Regions from separate parts of the Podarcis muralis genome. Here region 2 is linked to region 1. The links are chromatin contacts, called in public Hi-C maps. All regions are on one chromosome and are shown on one strand. The core of a region is the stretch at or near the end of the contact, and the rest is flanking DNA. Distances in the headings are between cores, read along the strand shown. Region 1 holds the start of PAK2 (p21 (RAC1) activated kinase 2). Region 2 holds the start of SRPRB (SRP receptor subunit beta).

The links. A called contact is a pair of places that touch in the nucleus more often than the background predicts.
Region 2: a contact with region 1 is called in a Hi-C map of blood, with 2.6 times the contacts expected there. The contact joins the promoter of SRPRB here to the promoter of PAK2 in region 1. A contact is called at or near these places in 2 of 3 Hi-C or Micro-C datasets (blood and tail).

What each region holds. Positions count from the first base shown.
Region 1 is chr6:36,033,483-36,037,205 of rPodMur119.hap1.1, forward strand. PAK2 (p21 (RAC1) activated kinase 2) reads left to right here and starts at 1,252. Exons shown (of 15, transcript XM_028730920.2): 1 at 1,252-1,485.
Region 2 is chr6:36,168,391-36,172,051 of rPodMur119.hap1.1, forward strand. SRPRB (SRP receptor subunit beta) reads left to right here and starts at 2,301. Exons shown (of 8, transcript XR_003706878.2): 1 at 2,301-2,514.

The DNA of each region.
Region 1 (3,723 bases), core at 2-2,501:
AGTAAGAATGAAAGTACTGTACTGGTATAACTAATTTCCGATGGTTTTTATGTTTTTAAGTACATTACTGCTTTTTAGATAATGATTTCAACTTTGTTCTTAATGTTATGTCTGTTATCCATCCTGGGCTCTGTGAGGAAGGGCCAGATGCAAGAACAGTTAATAATAATACAGACAATTCACTGAGAGCAAGGAGGGATGGTGTCATCTGTGTCAACACAAGAGGGAGTCTACTGAGTGTTTGTATGTGTTGAGTTTAATAAAGTTGTCCCTGCATCAAAAGCTGCCCTGGAGTTGTGCCAAGGGAGAGAGCCTGAAAGAAAAACAGAGCTGCTCAGCAAGCGCTGTTCCTTACAAGTCTGATGTTGAGGTGCTTCCCCAGCCTGCTTCCCTAGTAACATTTTTAGGGAAGTTTACAAAACAAGCTCAAGTTGCAACTTAGGTAATAAACACGAATGCTAGTTAATTTAATCAGCTTCTTCTTCTTCTTCTTTGGCGATCACTCGTAGCTGAGTAAGACTGTCTTCTATAAACACGGTTTTAACAATGAGTCCATAAGTGACTGTGGAGGCCAATTCTGGATCCGCACATCCTTCCGGAGTGGGGACATTGGTTTCCGGGTGGAGTTGATCCCGGTGTGGATTTGCCAAGCGTGCCTTCTTTTTAGCACGTTTCTCCTTTCTGTCTTGAGTTCAAGTGTCTTCAAAGCCCATGACACCTTTGGTAAAGGCTGTTCTCCAACTCGTCCCATATACTGTACTCCCCTTTCCCCAAGAACCAAACAACCAAATGGAAGCACTACACTGACCAGTTCCTACTAAAAATTACACCGAATATACTGCAATTCTTACTGAACAATATCCAGCAATGTCCTAAATTTAAAATGGGCAAGAGCAAGTATAACTAAATAAAAATTAAAAATGGTATTTTTTTAAAAAAAATACTGTATTTTTTAAAAAAGAAAACACATTTTAAAAGCTTCCCCCTCTGAGGGAAGAGACACCCGCTACTCTGCTCTTCCCAAAGCGCAAGCTGTCTCCAGGACCCCCAAGTCACCGGACAAGAGCATCTCCCCTCCCAGCTTTCTCTTCCTCTGCGCAAAGACTCGCTTCTAGACAGGCGGCCCGGGGGCGAAGCCGAGCGAGCGCCGCTGCGTCCCGGTGCATGCTGGGAGTTGTGGTCTCAGCGCCGTTCTTTCCACGCCCGCTCGGCGGCCCCTGCCCACCTTTCGCGCCGCCGCCTGCGCCAGGAGCCGCCTGGCCAGCTCCGCCCCTTCCTCTCCCGGGCTGTGGCCACGCGCGGCGGTTCCGCTTGCTTCTCCTCTGGCCGCCCGGTGGGCCCTCCCCGCCATTGTCGGAGGCCGCGCCCTGCCCTGCAGATCTCGAGCCAGCGAGCCAACGGGGCGGCGGCGAAGGCGACGAGCTCGGCTGGTGCCTGAGGCGTGCGAAGCGGCCTGGAGGAGGCTGCGGGAGTTCTTGGCCGGAGGTGGGCAGGAGCGGAGACCCAGGCGCGGAGCGGGGGGGGGGGGGAGGCGAGTGTGTGTTGTGTGTGTGACGGAGCGAGCGAGTGTGCTTGGCGCTTCGCATGAGGAAGAGCGAGCGAGCGAGCTCCGCAGGCCCAGAGGCTGCGCTTCCCGGAGGCTCCCACCACAACAGCTCTGAGGAGGAAGTGACCGAGGGGCGGTGGAGAAGCGGGGAGGAAAGGAAGAAAGGCAAAGGGGTTTGTTTTTTTTTGCGGCGCGGCGAGCAGGTGGGTGCGGAGGCCGCGGAGGAGCTCCCCATTACCTGGCGGACAAAGGGCGCTCGCCCCAAGAGGGAACATCTTCGGTAACGTTGAAAAGGCGCAGACCGGTTCGGGGCGACGCCTTCCTAGAGCTTTCGCGGTTTCAAACGGGCTCGGGAGGAGGATGTTTCTTAATCAGTAAGGGAGCTCCACCACTTCTCTCTCCACCCACCCAGAAGCAGGCAGGCAAATTCCTCATGGCCTTTGGTGCTTCCTTCACAGGGGATCTTGAGTTCTTGGCCAGGCCGCTTGGGTGTCCCTGCTTGTGCAGTTGAGAGCAGCTCTTCCGTCTCCCACCGCACCCACCTCAAGCGCAGGTGAGGCACAGGGCTGCGGCTGCTGCCTCCAACTACTCACCTGCCCGCTCCTTCCAGCAGGTGTTGGGGTAAAGGTCGCGCAAGAGGGGGCGGGGGCGGTTCCTGCTTCTGCCTTCCCAACCCCTCTCTCCTCAAACCCAGTACGGAGAACCGGAACCAGTTTTACTCCCCAGGGAGAGCCTATGAAGAATCAGAGAGCTCAGTAATACAGTGGTACCTCAGGTTACATACGCTTCAGGTTACAGACTCTGCTAACCCAGAAATAGTGCTTCAGGTTAAGATCTTTGCTTCAGGATGAGAACAGAAATTGTGCTCTGGCAGCGCGGCAGCAGCAGGAGGCCCCATTAGCTAAAGTGGTGCTTCAGGTTAAGAACAGTTTCAGGTTAAGAACGGACCTCCGGAACGAATTAAGTACTTAACCCGAGGTACCACTGTACCTCCTGTCTCCTTGCTGATCTCTCTTAACTGTCTGGTTGAGAAAGCCTGGGCTGCTGCCCTTGTCTGTTCGCTTTCCTGTCTGCTCTCTCCCCCTCTTGTTGCTCTCAGCAACACAGGCGTGCAAGTGGGCAATTCGCTGTTTGCACATTTGTCCAACCTCTGTCTCGGATTCTCTGTGATCTTTCTTTGGGTTGTGTAGTAGTAAGGATTGGCCCAGCAAGCTCAATCATTCCTACTACCCCATCCAGAGTGTGATATAGGACAAGCGAGCAGAACATGTGGTTGCAGCCTCACGGGGCCCAATCCTCCTTGTCGCTCTGCTGAAAGAAATATGGCTAACAGGGAAGTAGAGGCTTCTAGAGAAGAACATCACCTCCCCAAACTTCCATGCTGTGCTAGGAGGGAAAAGAAGATCTTCCACCTCTTGCTTAGTTCCCCTTGTTCTGTGGGTATTCTAGCATGGTAGGGAGTATTAAGTGATGGGTTGTATTCTTTGTCATTGTACTGTTCAGAGGAAGAGTGCAGGTAAATGAGCAAGAAGGTGAGGTGGCTGTGCTTTATATGAACAGCTGACTGCCAGTTTCTGTTCCTGCACTGTTCCTCTTGGAGTCACAGAGAGAAGTATCATGAAGAAGAAAGAGGATGCCTTAGCAGGTTGATATGTCAGGTGACCCCTCCATATTTCTCAGTATCATTCTCTCCACACCACACTGCCCATAGAGAGTGTGTTTGCATTCTGTTACCTCTGCCTGCTTTGTTGCCCTCTTGGTGGCATGATGAGTATTGGACTGAATGCGGGGACAACACAAAGCAATGTTGCTGAGGTTATTCCCTATTCAAATATCTGCATTATCCCTATTTCTTAAAATAAGATCACTGCTCATAATTTTGCATTGCATTTGCTGAAATTTGTTGTTGCTTACAAAGCCTATCACTAGAGAATGGGAGTGTCATATCAGCTCTTGCTCTCAGATTATCAAATGGAAAGGGTATTCTTCTCTGGATTTTGAACACCCTAGCAGTGTGTGTTGGGCAGAACTGGCTCAACGATTAGGCAGACTGATGTGGCTGCCTCAGGCAACAGAAGCACCCTAGCCGGCATCCCCATGAGTATCCTGCTGCTGGTGCAGAAGCAGCACTGGTATCTGCAGATTTTGGTAAGAACTTGCTCAGAATTAGTGCCAGT
Region 2 (3,661 bases), core at 1,051-3,550, 140 kb after region 1:
AATAGGTTCGTTTCTAGTTTGCATGGAACAGTTTATAGATGGTTTATATTACAACGCTGATTTGCAAAGTTGGAAGAAGCAAAGCAAAGAGTTCCTATTTGTCTTGTCTCTCAGAGTTACCTACCTCAACCCTGGGCCTGTTAATTCCTGCAAGAAAACAGTTCATGTACTCGAGCAGTGCTTTGGGAGATGGGCTCCACAAAGCCAAGAGGATGCTGCTTGTGTGTGGAGTTTGTGCATCCAAAATAGAGCCCATACAGTACAGCTACCCCACTTGTTTACAAATCACCTGCTACCAAGCAATACACCTATACAGGTTACCAAGCCAAGGCAGATCATCCTTACACAAGCTCCAACTGTGTCACAAGGACTAAGCAAGATCTTAGTGTTGCGGGGGGGGGGGGGGAGGCTTGTAGGAATATAGGAAGCTGCCTTATCCCAGTATGACCATTTAATCTGGCTCAGTATTGTCTGGTCTGACTGGAAGTGGCTCTCCAGGGTTTCAGCCCTCACCTCTTAGGGCTCATCCATACTTCTGCCTGTGCCATGCCTAGAAAGCTGTTCTCTACGTGACCCACACTTTCTGGGTATGGTTCCGAGCAGTTTTCTCCTTGCCCTGCTCCTTTCCGAGGGAAAACCTGCACTTTAGCAACAGACCAGAACAAATGTCAATGGGAAATTTCTGTATTGCTGTTTGCTCTAATTGAGCGCTAAAGAACAGTTTCCCCCAGGGGAAAGCAGCAGGAGAAGAGGAAGTGTGCCTGGATAATATGCCTAACGTTTCTGTTGCTCTAAGGATCCTTCTGACACTTCCAGTGGCAAGTGGTGAACATATTTTCTCAAAGTTCAAACTTACAAAAACTTATATATGCTCAACAATGTCGCAAAAAGGGACGAGTTGGCTTGGCAACTATATCAACTGAACATGCCCAAGCATTAGCAGTTGACCTGAAGGAACTGGTGATAAAATTTGCAAAGGAAAAGGCATGCAAAGTGAGATTTTGATGTGGCTGAAATTGAAACTTTAAAGAGTCTTAAATTGCAACATCACTATTCACAAGATTATTCAAACTGATCTGTGTGCTAAAACATTTGAGAAAGATATACGTATTACTTATTATTGCAATTTAAGAAAAAATTAGCAGTTTTGAGTTCTGCGCTTTTCATTTTTTTCCTACAAGATATCTGTTTTTGAAAACAGAAGTTAGCAATCACTGTTGGTGTTGGTGAGGATTTGCAAGTAGTTAGCCTTGCCCAAGGCACAAAATAGCCTGGAACCAGCACTGCTCTGAGGAAATATGTCCTGCGTTTACTGAGATATTGAAGTCCAGCAGTTTTACGCTGGAAATTTCACGTTCTTTTGGTTTTCAGTTGAATAACGTTCACTTTCGGGTCAACAGCAAGGCGCCCTCCCCAAATACTAACCCTCTCTTGCCAATTTCATTCCCTTTTTGCCATGGGTGTAGGAAGGACTTTTTGGGGTAAAGGCAGGCTTTTGGTTTGGGGGGGTCAGAACCTCATATTTGTATTGATTTACGGGGGGAGGCAACTGCAACCCCTTCACCCCCACTTGGCTACGTCCATGCTTTTTGCTGGCTTTACATCTGCCCACTAGGGATATGTGGGTCCTGTTGTCTAGCCCCCTATAGCTCATGCTTACAATAACGCCGATGGCACTTAACCAGGGCCGGATTTAGGTTTGATAAGGCCCTAAGCTACTGAAGGTAATGGGGCCCTTTCTATGTCCAGCTGTCCTTTGTCTCTGTTTTTTGTGTTGAATATATGCGATGTGGTAATTTATGGACCTAATAGGTATCTAAAGTCATTTGCACGTGTTGCCATGCAACCAGTCCAGGCAGAATGTAGGCACCCTATATACAGAAATTAGCAAACCAGTGATATTTTAGGGCGCAGACTAGCAGGTGGGGCCCATTACATCACAGGAGCCTTCACAACACAAAACATTGTTGCTGTATGTAGGTCTTATTATATTTTTTATCTTATATTTTGGAAATGTACATCTAGTCCCCCCCTTTTAATTTTTTTTGGGGCCCCTAAGAGAGTGGGGCCCTAAGCTATAGATTGTTTAGCTTATACGTATATCCGGCACTGCGGCTTAACGTGCAACGGTATCATTTTGTAGGTCTAACGACCCGCCGCCTCCAACGCTCCCCTCTTCCCTTCGCCTGTAGAACGAGCCGTGTTAGTGTGCTCGCGCGCGCGGGGGGGGGGGAACAAACTACAACTCCCATGAAGCACCTGGGCCACGGAAGCGCGCGTCCCAGCAGTCGCTGCGCGCGGTGGCCGGAAGGAGACGAGTCCCGGGAACGACACGTCGCGCGTAGCTCCGTGGGAGGCGAAAGCAGTTCGAGATGGACGCGGTGGAGGTGACAGCCGCGCGCGAAGGGTCGCCTTCTCCTCAGGATGCTCCGCTGCCGCCCCAGGACTTGGCGAGGGCCCAACTGCTCGTCTCGGTGGCCGTGGCCCTGCTCGTGCTCCTCGCCTCGTGTCTCCGTGAGTGCCGGCCTCCTTTCGGTGGTAGGGAAGGCGAGCGCCACTGCCTGCGGGGGGAAGAGCTGCCTGGTTGCGGAGCTCACACCACCGCCCCGCCAGCCTCCCAGTCAGGCTCTGTGCCTTTAAGAGGCACGTGGCAGGCAGAAGTTAGTCAGGTGTAGCTTTCCGCATCGCTGCAGCTTCACGCTGGGAAAAGGCGCCTGCTGAGGAGCTGCCTCTCCTGCAGTTCTTATTAAAGACACCGAGCTTCTTAGGGATCCGAGATGGTCTTCTTTCGTAGGAATTGCGCCAGCTCCGTAAGAAGACTCTTAACACAGAATGCAGTGGTTCTTATTTCCAAAGAACTGCAGTTCATTTGCATGTTATAGAACCGAAATTTAAAAGTCTGGACTGGAGATGTAACATTTAGTGTCACAGTTATTATTAGCTGGTATTTCTGCCGTGTTTTAGTGTGTTCTAAAGGCTCTACGGGCATTGCGTTCCTGTAGGCCTTACTTACAACAATCCCGTCAAGGGGGTTATTATTATTATTATTATCTTCATGTTGCTAAAGTGGGGCTGAAGATGTGTGAGACAGGTGGGCTGTGACTTGCATGAGTCCCCAGGGAGGGTTCATAGCAGAGGCAAGTTTCAAACGGGGTTGTTAGCATGCCCTTTCTTGCCATGCCAGATAGAGGAGGAGGAGTTGGGCAGGGGTGTGTGTGTGGCTTTTATAAAATTTTGTATTTTTTCTCAGGGCTTATACTGGTTGGAAGTTTAATACCAATGTTTACAATAAGTAAGTTAGTTAAGCAGGACAATTCAAACCCCAGCTGGGCACCAGCCTGGAGCAGGGACAGCAATCAGGCCTGATGTCAATGAGTGACAGCTGTGGGGCCAGTAGGGGGTCTAGTAGATCTCAAGCTGCCTTATGGTAGGATGACTGAATTCTGTGGCAGCAGAGTGGCCCTGGTATCACCTCCACCAGTAAGGCTGGGTAGAGAAATGGGTAGAGGCCAGTAAGGCTGGGTAGAGAAATACCTCTGCAAAATCCAAGGCACCTCAAGCCTGGTGCAATGGGGGTTGGGGGGTTGGATTGTAGTTGTAATCCCTCTCCCCTTCAGCTCCCCTTCAGCTGGTCCCAACCAGGGCACATGTGCTGTGATCA